Regions from separate parts of the Rattus norvegicus genome. Here all the other regions are linked to region 1. The links are chromatin contacts, called in public Hi-C maps. All regions are on one chromosome and are shown on one strand. The core of a region is the stretch at or near the end of the contact, and the rest is flanking DNA. Distances in the headings are between cores, read along the strand shown.

The links. Hi-C and Micro-C count contacts between places; a contact is called where the count stands out from the background.
Region 2: a contact with region 1 is called in a Hi-C map of Schwann cells, with 3 times the contacts expected there. The contact joins two enhancer-like sites. A contact is called at or near these places in 11 of 12 Hi-C or Micro-C datasets (the A7r5 cell line, the Rat2 cell line, Schwann cells and 7 more) and 1 of 1 datasets of contacts at active chromatin or transcription factors (oligodendrocytes).
Region 3: a Hi-C map of Schwann cells shows a contact between it and region 1, with 3 times the contacts expected there. The contact joins two enhancer-like sites. A contact is called at or near these places in 11 of 12 Hi-C or Micro-C datasets (the A7r5 cell line, the Rat2 cell line, Schwann cells and 7 more) and 1 of 1 datasets of contacts at active chromatin or transcription factors (oligodendrocytes).

What each region holds. Positions count from the first base shown.
Region 1 is chr1:49,337,851-49,340,550 of GRCr8, reverse strand. All of the region lies in intron 3 of Sytl3 (synaptotagmin-like 3), which reads right to left. It overlaps LOC120099117 (a long non-coding RNA gene), which reads left to right. Exons shown (of 2, transcript XR_005497976.2): 2 at 1-96. Among named protein-coding and RNA genes, the nearest start is that of Sytl3, 23 kb to the right of the region's middle. Within about 2 kb of position 1,395, at least 3 of the 93 cell types and tissues checked have an H3K27ac peak or open chromatin away from gene starts, as enhancers often do. A contact at or near this core is called in Schwann cells, where this site is marked.
Region 2 is chr1:49,505,943-49,508,800 of GRCr8, reverse strand. It overlaps a transcript of Rsph3 not described here. Among named protein-coding and RNA genes, the nearest start is that of Rsph3, 52 kb to the left of the region's middle. Within about 2 kb of position 1,425, at least 4 of the 93 cell types and tissues checked have an H3K27ac peak or open chromatin away from gene starts, as enhancers often do. A contact at or near this core is called in Schwann cells, where this site is marked.
Region 3 is chr1:49,527,839-49,530,538 of GRCr8, reverse strand. It overlaps Rsph3 (radial spoke head 3), which reads left to right. Exons shown (of 8, transcript NM_001108463.3): 3 at 540-681. Among named protein-coding and RNA genes, the nearest start is that of Rsph3, 30 kb to the left of the region's middle. Within about 2 kb of position 1,343, at least 4 of the 93 cell types and tissues checked have an H3K27ac peak or open chromatin away from gene starts, as enhancers often do. A contact at or near this core is called in Schwann cells, where this site is marked.

The DNA of each region.
Region 1 (2,700 bases), core at 146-2,645:
GCAGAGTAACTAATTAACTTTCCTAAATCAGACCGCACCTGCCCTTTTTGTTTCATGATGTATTAAACCCTCTCAAATAAAATCTGTCTGTCCATGTTTCGTGACCTCAGTAGTTCTTGGCTACCAGCATGGGGGTGGGGAGTTAGGGGGTGCAGCAGCATGGTAGTAGGTTTGCAGCTCAAGGAGACATCTAGAGCCTCTACGCAGCCCAATTCATCAGGCCAGGGCTCTGGGAGGTCAGGGTAGCTCTTGTGTGGTTTGGAAGATTTTAATTCATTTCATAGATGTGAGTGTCAATGCTACTTAAGGACACACAGACAGAGCAGAGCAGGGTGTTGAGAACATTTGGGATGGAATGTGGGGGAGGGGGACCCTAGGAGGGAGGGACAACATCTAGAGTTAAGCCCTGGTATCAATCTCCAACCCTTAAGGCAGGATATAGCCCCAGCTTCAGGTCTTTAGCTAAGCTGGCCCCGGAAAGGGCAGGAATCCTTAAGATCATAAAGGATCTCTGTCTTCTTGTGTAGCCCAGGCTAGCCTTGAATGTACATAGTCTGAGTAGGGCTTCAACTTCAAATCCTGGTCTTCCCACCTCCCAGGGCTCAACTCGTTGGCATGTACCACTGACCCTGATTTTATGTCGTATGTTTTGAGTCTCCTTGACTGTATATATTTTGGGGCTTCATAAAAGAGTCCTCAAAGCAACCTGGGAGCATCCCTACATGCTGGTCCACTGAGGAATACTTCTCCAGTGCAAACAAAAGGCCTCTCCCAAAGGCTGGAAGTTAAACTAGTGAAAGCAGCAGGCAGTACCTGGAACCAACTTCACTGCATAGTGATGAAGTGCATAGTCACAGTCGCAGGGGAGAGCAAGGAAAGGGGAAGAAAAAGAGACAAGAAAAATGGCAACATTGTATACTCAGTAGAACCCGGGACAAAGACACAGTGACAATGGGCTCTGAGCACCCACTCCATAGCCTGTTTACCTTCCCTTCACTTCTTTCATCCTCGTGTCCTTGGATACAATACCAAGCCCTGTAATACCTGGCCCTGAGGCACCACCCCCAAGGCACTGTTGTCCCACCCCCAAGTCTAATGCTGTCATTCTGTCATCCAGGTCCTCAATCAAAAGCCCATTTGGTGTCCCTGTGATGTTCTTGTCTTGCCTGGGCTCCTCCACACCTACAGCGCTTTCCACTTCATTGCCTGGTTCCCCTGGGCCACACTTGATCTCCGTCCCTGCAATTACTGTCACCCCACCTCGTTTCTTTGGGCTACTTCCCCAGTCAGTCCCACCTCAGGCTCTTCTCAAACCCTCTAACTAACCCCAGCCTGGTTTCCATATTTCATAGTCTACTGTGGTCACTGACACTCGTCTTGCTGCTGTGTGGCAGGCTCTCTGCTGCCCCCTGCTGGTCGTGGCAAGCTGAGGACCAAGACAGAACCGGAAGCACTTAGGCTCTCAGGGGCAGGAAAGATGACTCTGTGGTTAAGAGCACTTGTTGCTCTTGCAGAGGACCAGGTTCAATTTTCAGCGGTGGCTCACGGCCTTCTGTGACTTCAGTTCTGTAGGATCTGATTCCATCTTCTGACCTCTGTGGGTACCAGGCAGGCGTATGGTATACATTCATACATGTAAGCCAAACACTCATACACATAAAATAAAATATTTAAAAATAAAAGCCCTCTCAGCTTACAACATAAATTTGCCTCAGATCCATGTGTTGTATTGTGGGGAAACAAGAGGCTACGTGCAGAACCCCAGATGTCCCTTCCCTTGTAGATCAGAACCTACAGGGTATGAGATCCTAAATTGGGGGTGACTGGGTGCACACAGGGATCTGAGGTGTGCTGCCCCCGTATGGCTTTTCTTCAGCCCTCCATCCACTACTGTTTCCTTGGACCTTTGCTTTTAGTTTTTCAAAACCACTAAATATGTTGTTGTTGTTGTTGTTACTGTTGTTGTTGCTGTTAATACATTTCTAATTCCTGTAGCCCCTTGAAGAAATGTGCACAGACAGCATTCCCTGGAGGTCAGAGAGTAGCAGGACTGGAGAGACCTGAATCCTGACCAGCTGCAGGCAGGACTGGCCAGGGTTCCTTGCAAGACTGATCCTCAGGGCAGCTGGAGTATATGTGCAGGTGCATACATGCACGAATAGACACAAACACACACACACACACACACTCACATACACACATACACACACACAATTTTGAAACATGACAGTAATAATCTCACTTTGGTGCTATTACTCTCCCCCTTTTCCTAAGTTAATACTTAGGCACCACCCAGAATGAACCCCCAGATCCTACAGCCTCCTCTGAGGGCTAGGGAGACACTTCCCACAAAGCCCACTCTGTTCTCATCTTAAAGACTAGAGGCGGGAGGGGGCGGGATTTCTGCACGCCGATCAGTGATGAAGCTGCCACAGTCCTGATCTGGTAGGGTTAGACTCTCCTAAAGGGAACTTGAACCCCAGCTGGACCTCCACACAGGGAAGACCGAAGGGAGGTGGCTGCATCATAGCAATGGAGCCAGGGCTGGGGTGAAGCTTGGAAAAGCCAAGGACAAGCAGGGGCCGCAGAGAGGAGGGGAAGCACCGTTTCACAAACACCTTGCTCTTAGGTTTCTACTGCTAGAATATCAAACAACTCTCCCTTGCCAGGAGCTCTGAAAGTAACAAAGACCATAGCCCT
Region 2 (2,858 bases), core at 176-2,675, 170 kb before region 1:
GAGACAGCTGTGGAGGACGGGAAGGAGATGGGAAGAGGAGCTAGGGACTGGCCAGATGACGTCATCAGAAGAGCGGGATGGGGAGAGGACCAAGGTGACTGGCAGACAGATGCTGCCCCCTAAGGAGTCACTCCCCTTGGCAATGTTTTATGATAAATTTTAAACCAAGCACATTTAAAAATAAAATTTTATAAATGAATATATATATGTATACACACACATATATGAGACAGACATATTCTTTATAAAGTCTGACTATATGTGTATATATATATGTATATATATTCATATTCTCCATGAATGCATGTCCAGGCTGTCAGCAAAAAGTCCTTAATGGCTGTTTTTATGGTTTACTTAGCACCTGCTCTGGTTAATCTGTCATTTGGGACAGAGCTGCCCCCGAAGAAGAAGTGGCTGTGATTGGTACAGTAAACAGAGTCCCCAAAGCTGTTAGGCGGTCTTGAGAGTCCGTGACTGTGAGCAGTCATGGCCAAGGAGATTTTGCAAAGAGATGCTGTTGTGGCTTAGAGGCGGGAAGGGGACTCTAGGTTATGCAGGCAGACTCGGTGTTGGTTACTTTCCTCCTTTCTATGTCTGAAGCAGTTTAAGGAAGGAAGGAAGGAAAGAAAAGATAGAACTATGGCTTTTGTCTGTGTAGTTGCAACTAACAAAGTTGCTATGCTTGGATTCTTGTAAGAAGTATTTGTTTTTGGTTTTTTTAAAACTTCATTCTTTTTCTTTTCTTTTCTTTTCTTTTTTTCGGAGCTGGGGACCGACCGAACCCAGAACCTTGCGCTTGCTAAACAAGCGCTCTACCACTGAGCTAAATCCCCAACCCTTGTTTTTTTTTTAAAAAGTTCCTAATTCTAATAAATACCATGTCAAGCTTTAAATATGTACATGCAGATATACAGATGTTGATATGTATCGGAGTACACATGTGGAGGGTGCTTATACATGCACGGAAGCATCCCTGTGGAGGCCAGAGGTTGACATGATAAGGTAGCAGGCAGGCAAGCAAACCGACAGTCAGGTAGACCAACCTTATTTCCTTTAAGGAAAAAACTTAAAATGTGCAAATTATGCAAAGGACTCATCAGTCTATGAGTTGGTTATTTCTAGCATGCTTTCACTTCTCGTGTGTGCCCGCTGTAACCATTCCTAACAAAGTCACAGTGTGTGGAAGGTCAATATGAGCCACCGTCAAGCTGACAATAGTTTTAAAAGATGAGGTCATTACCTCATCAGAACTGCTTCAGTCTTCCTCAGCCATCAAGTATGAGTCATTACCTTTTGGTTCCAGGTTTGGATTTTTAAGGAGGGTCTTGTGACATAGCCCCAGTTGGCCTGGAGCTTACGATCCTGAGGCCTCAGTTTCCCAGACACACATCCCTGCGGCTGGCTTAGTCACTACTGTGCTAACTAAGTCCATTTAATCTTTAGACAAAGAGAGCACTGTGTGTTTCTTTCTGCTGGAGTGTACCCCTAGTCTACGCTCATTGAACTCTTGGCTGGATGCCAGTTTCTAAGAAGTGGGACTCATGGGAAATCACACATCCGGGTACTATTTTAGCTTTCTTTCTTCAACAAATGACTGTCCTTCATTAATTCATATTTCATCTATCTGTGTCTTACAGGGGTCTAATTTGTTCCAAAGCCAAGCTTCAGCCACGCCATCAGGAAGATTTAGCAGCAGCCTTAGAAACCATTGGCTCACTTTTAATGGGGGGCGGAGACTGAAAACGTGAAGGGTTTTCTTTTTCTTTTTGTTTGCCTATTGTAGATTATTCATTAAAGTCTTTTTTTCTTAAAACATTGTCTTCAATTGTTAGCAAAAGCCATCTATTCTTTTCAAACTGAAGAAACATCAACACAGAAACATCCCGTGAAGTGTGACAGTCCCCACTGCATGCTGGCGGGGGTGGGGGCACACCTAAGAAAGAACCCAGGGAATAGGTCTGCACTGTGGGGAGAAACTGGGGGTGGGGGTGGGGGGAGAGAGGACCTATACAGCTGATCTGTATGCCTTGCCACTGCCTTAGTCAGCAAATATTTATGTAGTGTGTGCTGTGTGTTGGGACCCATCATGGAGACTGGACACAGGAGTGAGCAAACAGCTGGTTCTGCCCTGACTACACTTCCTGGGCATTGTTAACTGAGTCCCGCCTCCCTCCCTGGGCAAACTTCTTGAGCCCTGTTATGGCTGAGGTGAGCTACTCCTAAAGGAGTTGGTGGCTGATTGGTTAGTTAGTTAATTAGGTTAGTTTAGTTAGTTAGTTAGTTACTTGCTTGCCTTGGAACCTGAAGATAACAAAGCTCATATTTTTAAAAAGGCATTCCAAAACCCCTTGATTTCACTAGATTTGTGTGTAAGGAGGCCAGAAGAAGACTTGGATTCCTGAGGACTGAAGTTACAGATGATTGTAAACTATCGTGTGGATGCGGTGGGGAATTGAACCCAGGTTGCCTAGATGAGAGGCCAGGACTCTTAGCCACTAAGCCATCTCTCCAGCCCCACTGAAGGTGTTTTTTATTTGTTTTCTGAGACAAGGTTTCTCTGTGTGGTCCTAGCTGCCCTGGAACTCTCTCTGTAGACCAGGCTGGGCTCAAACTCACAGATCCATGAGCCTCTGTCTCCCAGGTGCTGGGACTAAAGATGTGCACCATCACACCCAGCTGGAAGTCCTTTTTAAAACAGTACTCTCTTTAATTTTTTCAGTAAATACAAGTTATGATTCAGTCGGTCTGTGTCAGGGTCAGAACATTATTATTTTTTAATCTTCTTAGTTTGGTGGGAAGTTCAGTCATAGATGAACGTTCTCTCAAACATCAGTCCCCTATTTTAATTTTACCTAGAA
Region 3 (2,700 bases), core at 94-2,593, 190 kb before region 1:
CAAAATACTATCCAATTTCCCTTTTCCTTTCATAATTGTATTGAGTTACAACAGGCAGTGTCTCCAGCCCTCTTAATAGCTTATTTTGTGTACTTGAAGAAGCTTTCTTTGGACTCAGGATGTTTTCTCTTTGAACTGAACTGATAAAAATTCAAGGGAAATCTATTCCCTTAAACTCAGATTTAAAAAAAATAATAATGGTTTTCCATTTCTTTACTATCACTAAAAATTTACTGTAACAGAATACACACACACACACACACTTTACTAGGCACCAGAAGAATTAGTGGTAAAAGTGCTTAATAGAGAGAAATAGGGTTAGTAGGACTCTGTACCCATGTGTCCCACTGTGCGTTTGCTGTTAGCTTTGTGTCAGCTGACCACATCCCAACAAAATGGCCCTCATCACACCAGTAATCATCAGGAGCCATTAGCTGACACAGCTTTGCTGCTAGCCAGGGGTGGCCTGGTCCGTGTCAGCAGCTGTCTGCTTTGAGAAGTACTGTCTGCTCTTTCTAAGCCTTGTCTGTCCCTCTCAGCCTGGACAGCCGGACCCTCTAGAGCTTCAGCAGCAGCAGCAGGCCAGAAGAAGGGCTCTTGCCAGAAAACGAGCCCAACAGCAACTCAGACCACGAACACCTGAGCCCGTGGAGGGCAGAAAGCATGTGGATGTGCAGACAGGTATCTGACCACGCCCCTGGCATCACAGCTCACGAGCTGTTCATGTCAGTCCATTGGAGCTTACATTTTGTTTTCTTTATAATATTTCTGTATCCCTGTTATATGGTAAGGACATCTGTTTAGTAAACAAATAGATCTCATATCATTAGTGTCAGAAGTACTAGAAGGAGGGATTTGGACTTGATAAGAGTCCCTTGACTACACATTCCCTCTGCCCTTTCCACATATTGTATGTCTGTCGTAGTGAGGGTGACCACTGCCGTGATAAACACCACCACCAAGTAACTTGGAGAGGAAAGGGTTATTTGGCTCACACTTCCGCATTGTAGTCTGTAAGTCCTGACAGGAACTCAAGCAGGGCTGGAATCTGGAGGAGCTGATGCAAAGGCCGTGGAGGGTGCTGCTTACTGGCCTACATCCCAATGGCTTGCTCAGCCTGCTCTCTTATAGATCCCAGGGCCACCTTCCCAGGGATGGCACCACCCACAATGGGCTGGGCCCTCCCCTTCTATCACTAATTAGGAAAATGCCCTACAGGATTTCTTACAGCTCAATCTTATGGAGGCATTTTCTCAACTGAAATTCCTTCCTCTCAGATGACTCCAAGCATGGACAAGTTGACATCAAATTAGCCAGCACACTATTAAAGTAGAATTATTACTCACAGCCCAACATGAGTCACTTTTCCTTTCAAGACTGACAAGAGAGCATTGCAGCTCTGTGTGGACATTTACTTGTCCTTCAGGGAGAATGAACCCACTCATTTTTAGTCATCTGCTTTTCGCACTGGCCTGTCTCCTTTGCTCTCTTTGACTTTGCACATAGGTGTCTGTAAAGCAGGTTCCAGGATTCCCTGCTTGCCTCCCTCTCAGCTGTAGAGACTTTCCTTATGGGGAGCTAAGGAGGCCCTGACTGAGTGTGTACATAACACAGGTACCGTGAGGGAATGTGTAAGCAGCACATGAAGTTCTGAGTAAATTCGTGTATTATTGACATGGGCTTCAGACCCATAGCAAATTGGCCAAGCCTTCTGCTCTGAGTGTGAATATTGACAGTGTGCAAGTATGTGTTTACGGGTGATTGACCAGTGTGTGCAAAAATAAGCAACTGCAGCTTTCTCCTCCCAGATGTTTATGGCCTGAGACTACTTGCTACAGTCACTCCTACAGAGACTCGCTAACCACTCCCCACCCCATCCCATGGTGTGCATAAATGTGCTGAGACTCTGGGTTGCTGGGATAGTAGGTGCCACTCCATCACAGTGGGCAAAGCCCACCTGACCCCAGTCTTTCTGTGCTGTGTCTATGTGTCCTTTCTTCATTTCTTCACTGCCCCTAGTCAGGTTTCCAGGACCAGGCCATGCTGGACAAGGCATTTCCTGTTGACAGGACTTTGGTAATCTGACAGTACTTGGTGTTTTCTTTAGACTGATGTGACTTGAGATTCTCCTTCTATGCAGAGAAGGCCATAAGCAGATCACCAGGATTATTTCTAAACTAAAAGCAAAAAGAATAAACCACACTGCTTCCCCCTGCTCTTAAGCCAAACCTAGAATGAGTGGGTGTCAGTGATTAGCTATCCTTGTGATCCTGACAGCTGAGGCTTAGTGTTGGGCCTAGGTGTGTCTGAAAGCTCTGAGTGTGATCAACTCAAAATCATCAGCTCAAAACAGGAGAGCTTGGCTAATGTGTGCGTGTGCGTGTGTGTGTGTGTGTGTGTGTGTGTGTGTGTGTGTGTGTGTGTGTGTGTGTGTGTGTTGGAGAGGGGGGTCTCAAGCCAAGCTTCAGAACCATCCGAATATTAACTGATAAAGCCCTACTTTTTCTTTACTGTTGCCTCTGGCCCTTTACCTGTTACTCGCTTGTGTTAAAAAGATTCTGTGTGACAAGTAACTGACCCTTCTAACACATGAGGAGATTGAGGGCAGCGAGCTATATCTTGGCTGGATCCTGTATTCAGTATTTAATGCCAGTGTTCAAGTGCTTCACATGGTACATGTCGCCCTGCCTCATCCAGGTA